Regions from separate parts of the Mus musculus genome. Here region 2 is linked to region 1. The links are chromatin contacts, called in public Hi-C maps. All regions are on one chromosome and are shown on one strand. Each heading gives the region's core, a stretch centred on a gene start, on an enhancer-like site or on the middle of the called end of the contact. The rest is flanking DNA. Distances are from core to core; before and after follow the strand shown. Region 1 overlaps Armc2 (armadillo repeat containing 2). Region 2 has its middle 46 kb from the start of Ostm1.

Region 1 (3,738 bases), core at 1,196-3,695:
AAAAATCCCGAGCTCCGCATTCCAGAGCTGACCCTGCTCATGTGACCTTGGACAGAGCAAGCTGGCTTTCCCTTGGCTGGTTTTCTTCCTCTGTTTCTTGTTGTAACAGCGGCCTCTTGTGGTCCATATCATTAACAACAACCACCACTACCACTACTACCTCACCCCCCAGTCAATTTTGGATTTTTAAATTTATTTTTTATTTTTGGTTCTTTCCAGTGTTATATTTCATACTGTTAAGCCAGCAGACTTGTGTTCTCACAGATAAATCTTAGGAGGCAAAGGCAGGTGACAGCAGACAAATGGGCACCAAACCCATCTCTTAAACTAGTCTCTGTAGTTTCTTCCAAGCCTGACATGAACAAATTGCAGTTTATAAAAATGAAAATACTTCTGTGTCTCATCCATTGCTCTTCCTCCTAGGGACCCTGGGAAACGGCGTGCCAGGGCCTCCTCGTGCCCTAGCAGCTCAGACCTGAGCAGGAAGGAAACCAGGGCAGGTGAGTGTGCCTCTCTGCCCTCAGCATCATAGCAGATGAGAGTGCCTCTCCTCCTTCAGCATCCAGAGCAGGTGAGAGTGCCTCTCCTCCTTCAGCATCCAGAGCAGGTGAGTGTGCCTCTCCGCCTTCAGCATCCAGAGCAGGTGAGTGTGCCTCTCCGCCTTCAGCATCCTTCATTCTCAAGATCTTTGTGCTGTTAAACAGTGTGACTTGTTTTTCAAAGACAAATGTTAGGTGGAAGTCAAGGAGAGTCTAGAGTGCCACACCGAGCCCTTAGTAACTCTGTTCGACAACTTCAGGAACTGGATCCAACTTGCTCAGAAACCATTTGTTTTCTAAGTTTTCATTTTTCACTGCCGTCTTAAACCAGTATCCAGGTCTGCTGCCTTCAATGTAGACAGAAACTCACAGAAATTATAGCTTGAAGGTATCTGGAGGGTTTGTGTGCAGATTTAATATCAGTGTAAATCTAAACTTAAGTTCAAAAGCATTGCCCACTTAAATGAAGAAGGTTTTAATTCTTCAAGATTTTTTGTTTTTTGTTTTTGTCTTTAAAATAAAGAAAAAGATACAAATGTGGCACATTGTTAACATTGGACCAAACTAGTCAGGGTAGGACAGCTGTCTGTTACATTAAATGAAACTATATTATGAAAGCCCTTTAGGGACTTTATTCTGCCTGAGGAAATATGAAATAATACAGACCAATGGTTAGAAATGGTGCAAAGTCAGGCAGTGAGAAAAATGAGCCAGGGAACATTTGTTACACTATACCACTGTAACATTGTAACACTGTAACATTGTAACACTGTAACATTGTAACATTGACTGTACAACACAAGCAGCAGGTGAAACCTTAAGTTGTGGAAACAAGAGTTAGGGAGCTCTGTGTCACACCTAGAAAAACAAACATGCTGTCACCCCCATTTCAAAGGCTGGTGACCCCCCCCCCCATGGGGAAGGATCTAGATAAGGCAGGCATAAGAAGGTTTTAAGCCTTCAAGGTTTTTGTTGTTGTTGTTGTCTTTAAAATAAAAAGATACAAACGTAGCACATTATTAGCATTGAACCAAACTATTCAGGGTAGGACAGTGTCTGTTATATTCTTCATAGTTTTTTTTTTTCATTTCACACAAAAGTTTATGTCGGGCTCTATGAGTACACATCTATAATCTGAACATTTTGGAAACAGAGACAGGGTTATGAATTGCAGGCCATTCTGAGCTACAGTAAGACCTTGTCTCAACAAAAATAAAAAATGATGATAAATGATATCAATCTAGCACCGTGTAAAAGATGTTATCTTCAAACTAGCCCCTCACCAGTAAGGAGACAGTTAGTGGTCACCTGCAATGTATCTAGAACTCAGGAGAATCTAAGCCTTCCAATTCCCTAGACAACATTGTTGCTAAGGGGTTTACGTTTGCATGCTAAAAACACCAGCCAATGCTAACAATGTATCAAGCTGTTGGGTCCAAAGCTGAAAGCTGTGGTTAACAGCTATAACCACGGAGACAGCAGAATCTTCAAAAACAGGCAGTATTTCTTGCCTGACTTACCCAATTTTCCTGTTGAATCATTATTTTTATATTTAGCAAGCAGTGAACCTAGATGAAAGTCCTTTTTAAAATTTGAAGTTGTTCCCCAAGACTGGGCCACACTGTGTGTTTGTAGACATGCTTCAGTTTCTAGAATTCACTGGGGATAGGGTATGGAATGGAGGTGATGGGGGCAGTGAGGACCACATGGGGATACAGAAGCAAGGCCATAGCAAGACACAACCACATTAGTGGGGATTCCTGGGAGACGACCGAGAAGAAATTCTTATACCACAGTGTTTAGCTAACTTCTCAAAATGAGTCTGAGAAGTCTCAGAAGGGTCTGGAGGTAACTAAACTTGGGTGATTTCTGACTCATCTTGATAATCATTTCTTCCTGGGGGGAGCATGTTGACTGATTTCACTCTTCCTGGGGAACTAGTTGATCGCTCAGCTTTACATTGAAAAGCACACTGTGTAGGGGTTTCGTTTTGGTTTTTTGTTTTTTTTTTAAGACCACATGGATTTAAAGCCTGAATTTCTAGTAATTTGGGGTTTTGATGTGTTAGAGCAGGTTCCTACTCCAATAGATGATGCCACAGCTCAATGTCAGAGTCTTTTTCTCGAACCCTTTACCATATTTTTTGAGATGGTCTCTCGTTGGACATGGAGCCACATTCTGGCCACACTGAGCTGGTCAGTGAGCTCGCAGGATCTGCCTGTTTCTGCTCCTCTGCTCTGGGGTTACAGCACCATGCCTGGCTTCTTTTATATGTGCTGGGGATCCAAGCCTGGGTCCTGAAGCTTGCAGCAGCAGGTGCCTTACCCACCGAGCCATCTCCCCAACCTGCTTTCTAGCAAATTTAAGTGTTTCCTATATATGTCAAGGAAATTGACTGTTGTTGACTTAACAACTTCTGGCTTTTTGTTTGCCTTCTTCAATACTGAGTCTGTTCATATCCTTTGGCCTCTAAGTGGATTAATTACCTAGGACTATGAGCGGCGGTCTTCTTATACTGCGTGGCTATTTGTATTTACTTTTAGAATTACATGCTTGTTTGTTTTGTTTGTTTAATGTGAGTACATGGTTGCTCTCTTCAGACACACCAGAAGAGGGCATCGGATCCCATAGCAGATGCTTGTGAGCCACCATGTGGTTGCTGGGAACTGAACTCAGGACCTCTGGAAGAGCAGTCAGGGCTCTTAACCGCTGAGCCATCTCTCCAGCCCCATGTGCATGTTTTATCCAGTTCAAGCACACTCAAAAATCCAAAAAGCAGAGATGATGGTCTACAGTCTTTTGTCTGCCATTCTGAAAACCTCAACATCCCAAACGTTGAAATAGCTCTAGTGGCAATGGCAGATCCGACCAGAGCTGTAGTGTTGGCCCCTCTAGTGTGAGCGTTCACGTGTTACGCTGGAGGGTGGTGCTCCGAAGTCCCTGTTGTGAACACTGCTTTCATTCTGAGATCCAGGCATTTCTGAAGCCTGCACCACACCTGGCCCAAAAGTTTGGAAAAGGAACTCTGGGCCTGCACTCAAGACTAATTCTGTGCTAAAGACAATTCAATTTTGTTTTATGATGAAGTCTTGCTGATAGGTCTGCACAGATTAGCCGGTCTTGCTGTTTTGCCTACATTGTATCCTTACCATTTAAACACAGTTTAGTTGTTGAGACTTCCCTGTTTGCATTTGGTGCT
Region 2 (4,232 bases), core at 86-2,585, 650 kb before region 1:
GTCCCCAGACTCTTTCCCCTTGTCCTACTCTGTATTTGCATCCGCCTTTATCCTAAGGATCATTTTAATAAATAACAATGAACAGGAATGGCATCTAGAGGGCTTGTCGGCAACATTTAAAAGCCAATAGAGTTTATAATTCTACTCTATCATTTCTTATTGATTAGAGTAATCAAGATAAAAAGCTAGCCGGGCTGGGAGAAGTTCAGCAGCATATCATTAAAGATAAGAGTCAGTTAATTCTGGAGCTGGGGTAATGTGGCTGAAATGAGAAGCTCATTTGCATGAGATGCTGAGCCCAGTAACAAGGGGACAAAAATCACTAATTAGGACTGCAGAGTGTCGCCCTCTCCGCAAGCACCCTTTCCAGACCACGGACCAAGTGTAGGTTCGTTTGTGAGAGTCTGGGTAGGATTGAATGTCCTTTGTAGGTATCAGCCAGGCTCACTCCACCTTCCTCCTTACTCAGCACGGCAGGGATGGGGATCCTTGGGGGTTTATCTTCTACTCTCTGCATCTCAGACCTTCATTCCTGCGTCCACTGGAGGGCATCCTGTCCACCTCCCTTAAAGGGTCATTTGGCCAGTATTTGGTGCCTATGTGAGCTGGCCTACCACATAGGTCTTGGTGTGATCTCTGATCTGGTCTGAGGAGCTCCTGAACAGGCCCGACTCTACCAGTCTAGCAGGTGAAGAGACTGAGCACAGAAGGCCCTCAGAGAAGTTCCAGGCACTCGCCCCAGTGGGGAACCCCAGAGGAGGTCTAGATCCCTCAGCCAAAGCCCAAAGACACTCAGTCTGGACACCCTGGGGACCATAATGCACAGCTAGTGTTGCAGTAGTGTACAGGCTCAGCGTGTATGTGTGTGTGTGTGTGTGTGTGTGTGTGTGTGCGCGCGCGCGCGCGTGCGTGTGTATACTCGTGCAGATGAGGCCAGCTCTTGTGTAGTATGTTTAGAAGTTTGTTACCGCATGAACAGGTTTTTCTGAATATATGATATGAATAGGCTGTGCTTGGGAGTGATGTATGTAACTTAAACACATGTAATGTGGTGGGTGTGGGAAGTGACAGGTCCGAGCGGTTCCCCAGATGAATAAGGCTTCAGGCATCAAGGGCGGGTTTGGTTGACTAGGGTGACCCCAAACACTGAGCGGCAACTCCAGCTGCAGCCGTACCTCTCAGACTCCTCCAGGTCCAGCTAAGAGAAGAGGAAGTGCCCTCCACCCGGGAGCTTCTGGGAAAGGCAGAGTAACCTTTAGGCTGCAGGAGGTTCCTTGCACCTACTGAGAAACTGAAAGTAAAGTTTGGGCACTCCAAAAACCAAAAGACTTTTCTCTGCACCCACAAGGTGCGGTCAGACCCAGGCCCTTTGAGCTTTTCGCCTCCTTCCTAGGCCAGCTACCCAAGGTGATACTGGTCATGGTCCTCGCACCTTGATCTGGGAGCTCTTTGGAGCTGTTAAAGCGATCCCTCCCGAGATGCTCTGGCCGCGCCTGGGCTGGAACCCGCTTGACCTCGGCCATTTGAGAACTTTGTCCCCAGCCCAGCCCCAGCAATGGGCGCCTAGGCCAGTGTTGAGTACTGTAGGTGTCGGCGTGGGAAATGGCCGTGTTGGCTTACTCCCTCAGGTCTGGCCTGAGCTGCCCTGACACCGGCCAGGACCCGGGGACCAGCAGCGCGTGCACAGAGCACATGCGCCCTTGAGGGGGACAGTCGCCAAGCCGGCCCTAGCGGGAGGGGCGGGAGAGTTGTGTATCCTTGGCTTCCACACTCCCCCCACCCCGCTCTGCAAGGGTTTTCTTTTTTTTTTTTCTTTTTTTTTTTTTGTATCTGTGCACAGTTGGGGGCTCCCTCGCCAGCCACCCCTGGGCCTCCCCATACAGAATAAAGTCAGTCTGTATTTAATGGTCATGGCGGATGTGAGGGGGATTTGGCAGAAGCAGAGGAGAGGCCTTTCGCTCTCAAACATCTCTCCTGACGTCGTGTGAGTCTACCAACCCACCACGACCCCATATTCTTCTGCGGGTGTCTGACTCGAATGACAAGCGAGCTGATTTTTTCAGTACATAGCTGGGAAATGTACTGAGTGATAATAGAGATTTCTCTTTCATTTTTTACGCTTGACTTGGTTATTGTTGCTTTTCTTTTCCCGTGATTCCTTCTGAGGATTAGCTCTGACTTCCCCACTATTGGCGGTCAAAGTGGCCCCGACTCGGGATGACAATTGACGGGGATCAAGGGATTGCCCATTCTGTGCCTGTAAGAACGGATTCGCCAGAGAAACTCATCAAGTGGAGTCGGAGAATAAAGACCGTTCGGGGGTAAATGTATTCATTGAGAAGGGCTCTCCCAAATTGCTTCTAAGTTTTTTTAATGAAAAGTAACGATTGCAGCAATCAGCGGCTTTTTGGCGGATTACAAATCTGGAGGGAGCTGCGGCGCTGCATTGAAAAGTACCCCCGCCTTCGCACGGGGCAGGCAGTTCACAGGAGCGGCCGGAGGGGCGGGGGTCCGGTTGCAAGACAAAGGCGAAGAGTGTGGGGCGGCGCGGAGGCGGGGTGGGGGGGGACTCGGGGCGCTAGGGAGCTCCCCAGAGGAGCGGGGCGCCGAGGTGTCCCGCCAGAGCAGGCGAGGGACTGAGCCCCCACAGTCTTAAACCAGGATCAGGGAGCAGGAGAGGGTGGCTAGGGAGACCCACCGCGGCACCACCACTTTTGGGTGATTTCAGGCCTGTGGAACCCAGAAGGTATTTTGAGGAGCCAGGTCATCTCAGAGATAGGGGCACGGGAGGGAGGACACAACTGAGGTACCACCTAGCCACCCTAACCCTCACCCCTGGCCTTTGCACGCACCGACAGTTTGTTCTAAGCATGCCACATTTTTGCACAGTGGGAACGCGCTCTTCCACACTCAGGGGTCTTCTCTGGGTAAGGCAGAGAGAAGGAGGGAAAGCGGCGTCCTCCTTCCCCTGGACAGCAACAAAATATCTCCAGGCCGCATCGGACCGAGCCAAACGCTTCTAAAGGGCGCGCGCAAACGCCCTCTGCCATTGCGGGAGTCCACCCACGGGCAAAGCATTTCCCACAGAGCATTAGCAAACACCTTCCCCCTCGCCCTCCCTGAGCCCCACAACGGAGGATGTCGCCCCAGAAAAAAAAAAACGAGAAAGGAGCACAAACAGGGGTGCGAGAACAACCCGCTGTTCCCATAGCCTCGTGGGATCTGCTAAAATGAAAATTCAGGTATTTTTTAAAATAAAATATCTCAGTCGAGGGGTGGAAGGTATGTTTATCATTCCAGCTTTTTAAAAAACAAAAAACAAAAACAACAACAACATCAAAAAATCCAACTCTCTGGAGGAGAGAAGCAGCGAGCCTGGGGGGGGGGGGCGCAGGAGGAAGAGGGCCCCTCTCCTGGGCCCTCCTCAAGTGCAAGAAGAAACCCAGCAAGGCAGGTCCGCACTGATGGTTTAACTTTTTTCTTTGCAGCTTGTCAATGCGACCATTGCTTTGATGGGACGCTTCTCAAGGTACACATTTCTGAACTTCACCCTCTTTTCAAACTAACTCCCTACCTCCTTGTTAGTGGCCAGCTCTGAACTTCTGCAGAGTGTTTTTGTGTGAGTCGGGGCTCATTCACGCTGCCTTTGTAGGCCCCTTCTCTTTCAGGCCTCGGCGTGTTACACCAATTAAAGGGCGACGTGCTGTAAATGTAATGGGCCGCGCTGCGATTGTTCCTGACAGGCAACAAAACACGTAGATCCACCCCTTAGATTAGGCCGCTGAAGGGGAGGTTGAGGCCGGTCAGTTTACTGAATAGTTTGTGAACTGTAATTCTGAGGGCTCGTGTGAAAAAAAAAAAATGCTCCTACCCACCTCCCTAGACTCTCTTCTCCCCAGCAGCTCGAAGAAAGAAAGGAACAAGAAGAAAAAGTGACATCCATGGGGCAGAATGGGGTCACTAGAGGGAAAAAAAAAACCCGCATGAGGGGCTTGTTCTGACACTTGGGCAATCCAAAGAGAGCCCGCAGCTCTTCCCCTCCCCCACTCTCTGAAAGCATCCCTCCTGGCCTTCCCCACTGCTGGCCACTCCAGCCTTCTCCCCTGCAGTGGGTACTTGAAGTCAGGCTAGAAGTGAGGTCAGATTGTCCTGTAATATTGCAGAGGGATTTGACCTGGCCTTGGTAGGCCACCAATGCCTCCCTGGACGGCACTGAACCTTTAGCCCTTGGC

Evidence for each region. A called contact is a pair of places that touch in the nucleus more often than the background predicts.
Region 2: a Hi-C map of group 2 innate lymphoid cells shows a contact between it and region 1, with 2.9 times the contacts expected there. The contact joins two enhancer-like sites. A contact is called at or near these places in 1 of 15 datasets of contacts at CTCF or cohesin (large pre-B cells), 41 of 484 Hi-C or Micro-C datasets (the AtT-20 cell line, B cells, the C2C12 cell line and 29 more), 12 of 115 datasets of contacts at active chromatin or transcription factors (astrocytes, bone marrow-derived macrophages, craniofacial prominence and 8 more) and 3 of 9 other capture datasets (adipose tissue, embryonic stem cells and liver).

What each region holds. Positions count from the first base shown.
Region 1 is chr10:41,977,283-41,981,020 of GRCm38.p6, reverse strand. Armc2 (armadillo repeat containing 2) reads left to right here. Exons shown (of 18, transcript NM_001034858.3): 6 at 424-500. Among named protein-coding and RNA genes, the nearest start is that of Gm33058, 20 kb to the right of the region's middle. Within about 2 kb of position 2,445, at least 54 of the 459 cell types and tissues checked have an H3K27ac peak or open chromatin away from gene starts, as enhancers often do. A contact at or near this core is called in group 2 innate lymphoid cells, where this site is marked.
Region 2 is chr10:42,630,609-42,634,840 of GRCm38.p6, reverse strand. No RefSeq gene overlaps it. Among named protein-coding and RNA genes, the nearest start is that of Ostm1, 46 kb to the left of the region's middle. Within about 2 kb of position 1,335, at least 26 of the 459 cell types and tissues checked have an H3K27ac peak or open chromatin away from gene starts, as enhancers often do. A contact at or near this core is called in group 2 innate lymphoid cells, where this site is marked.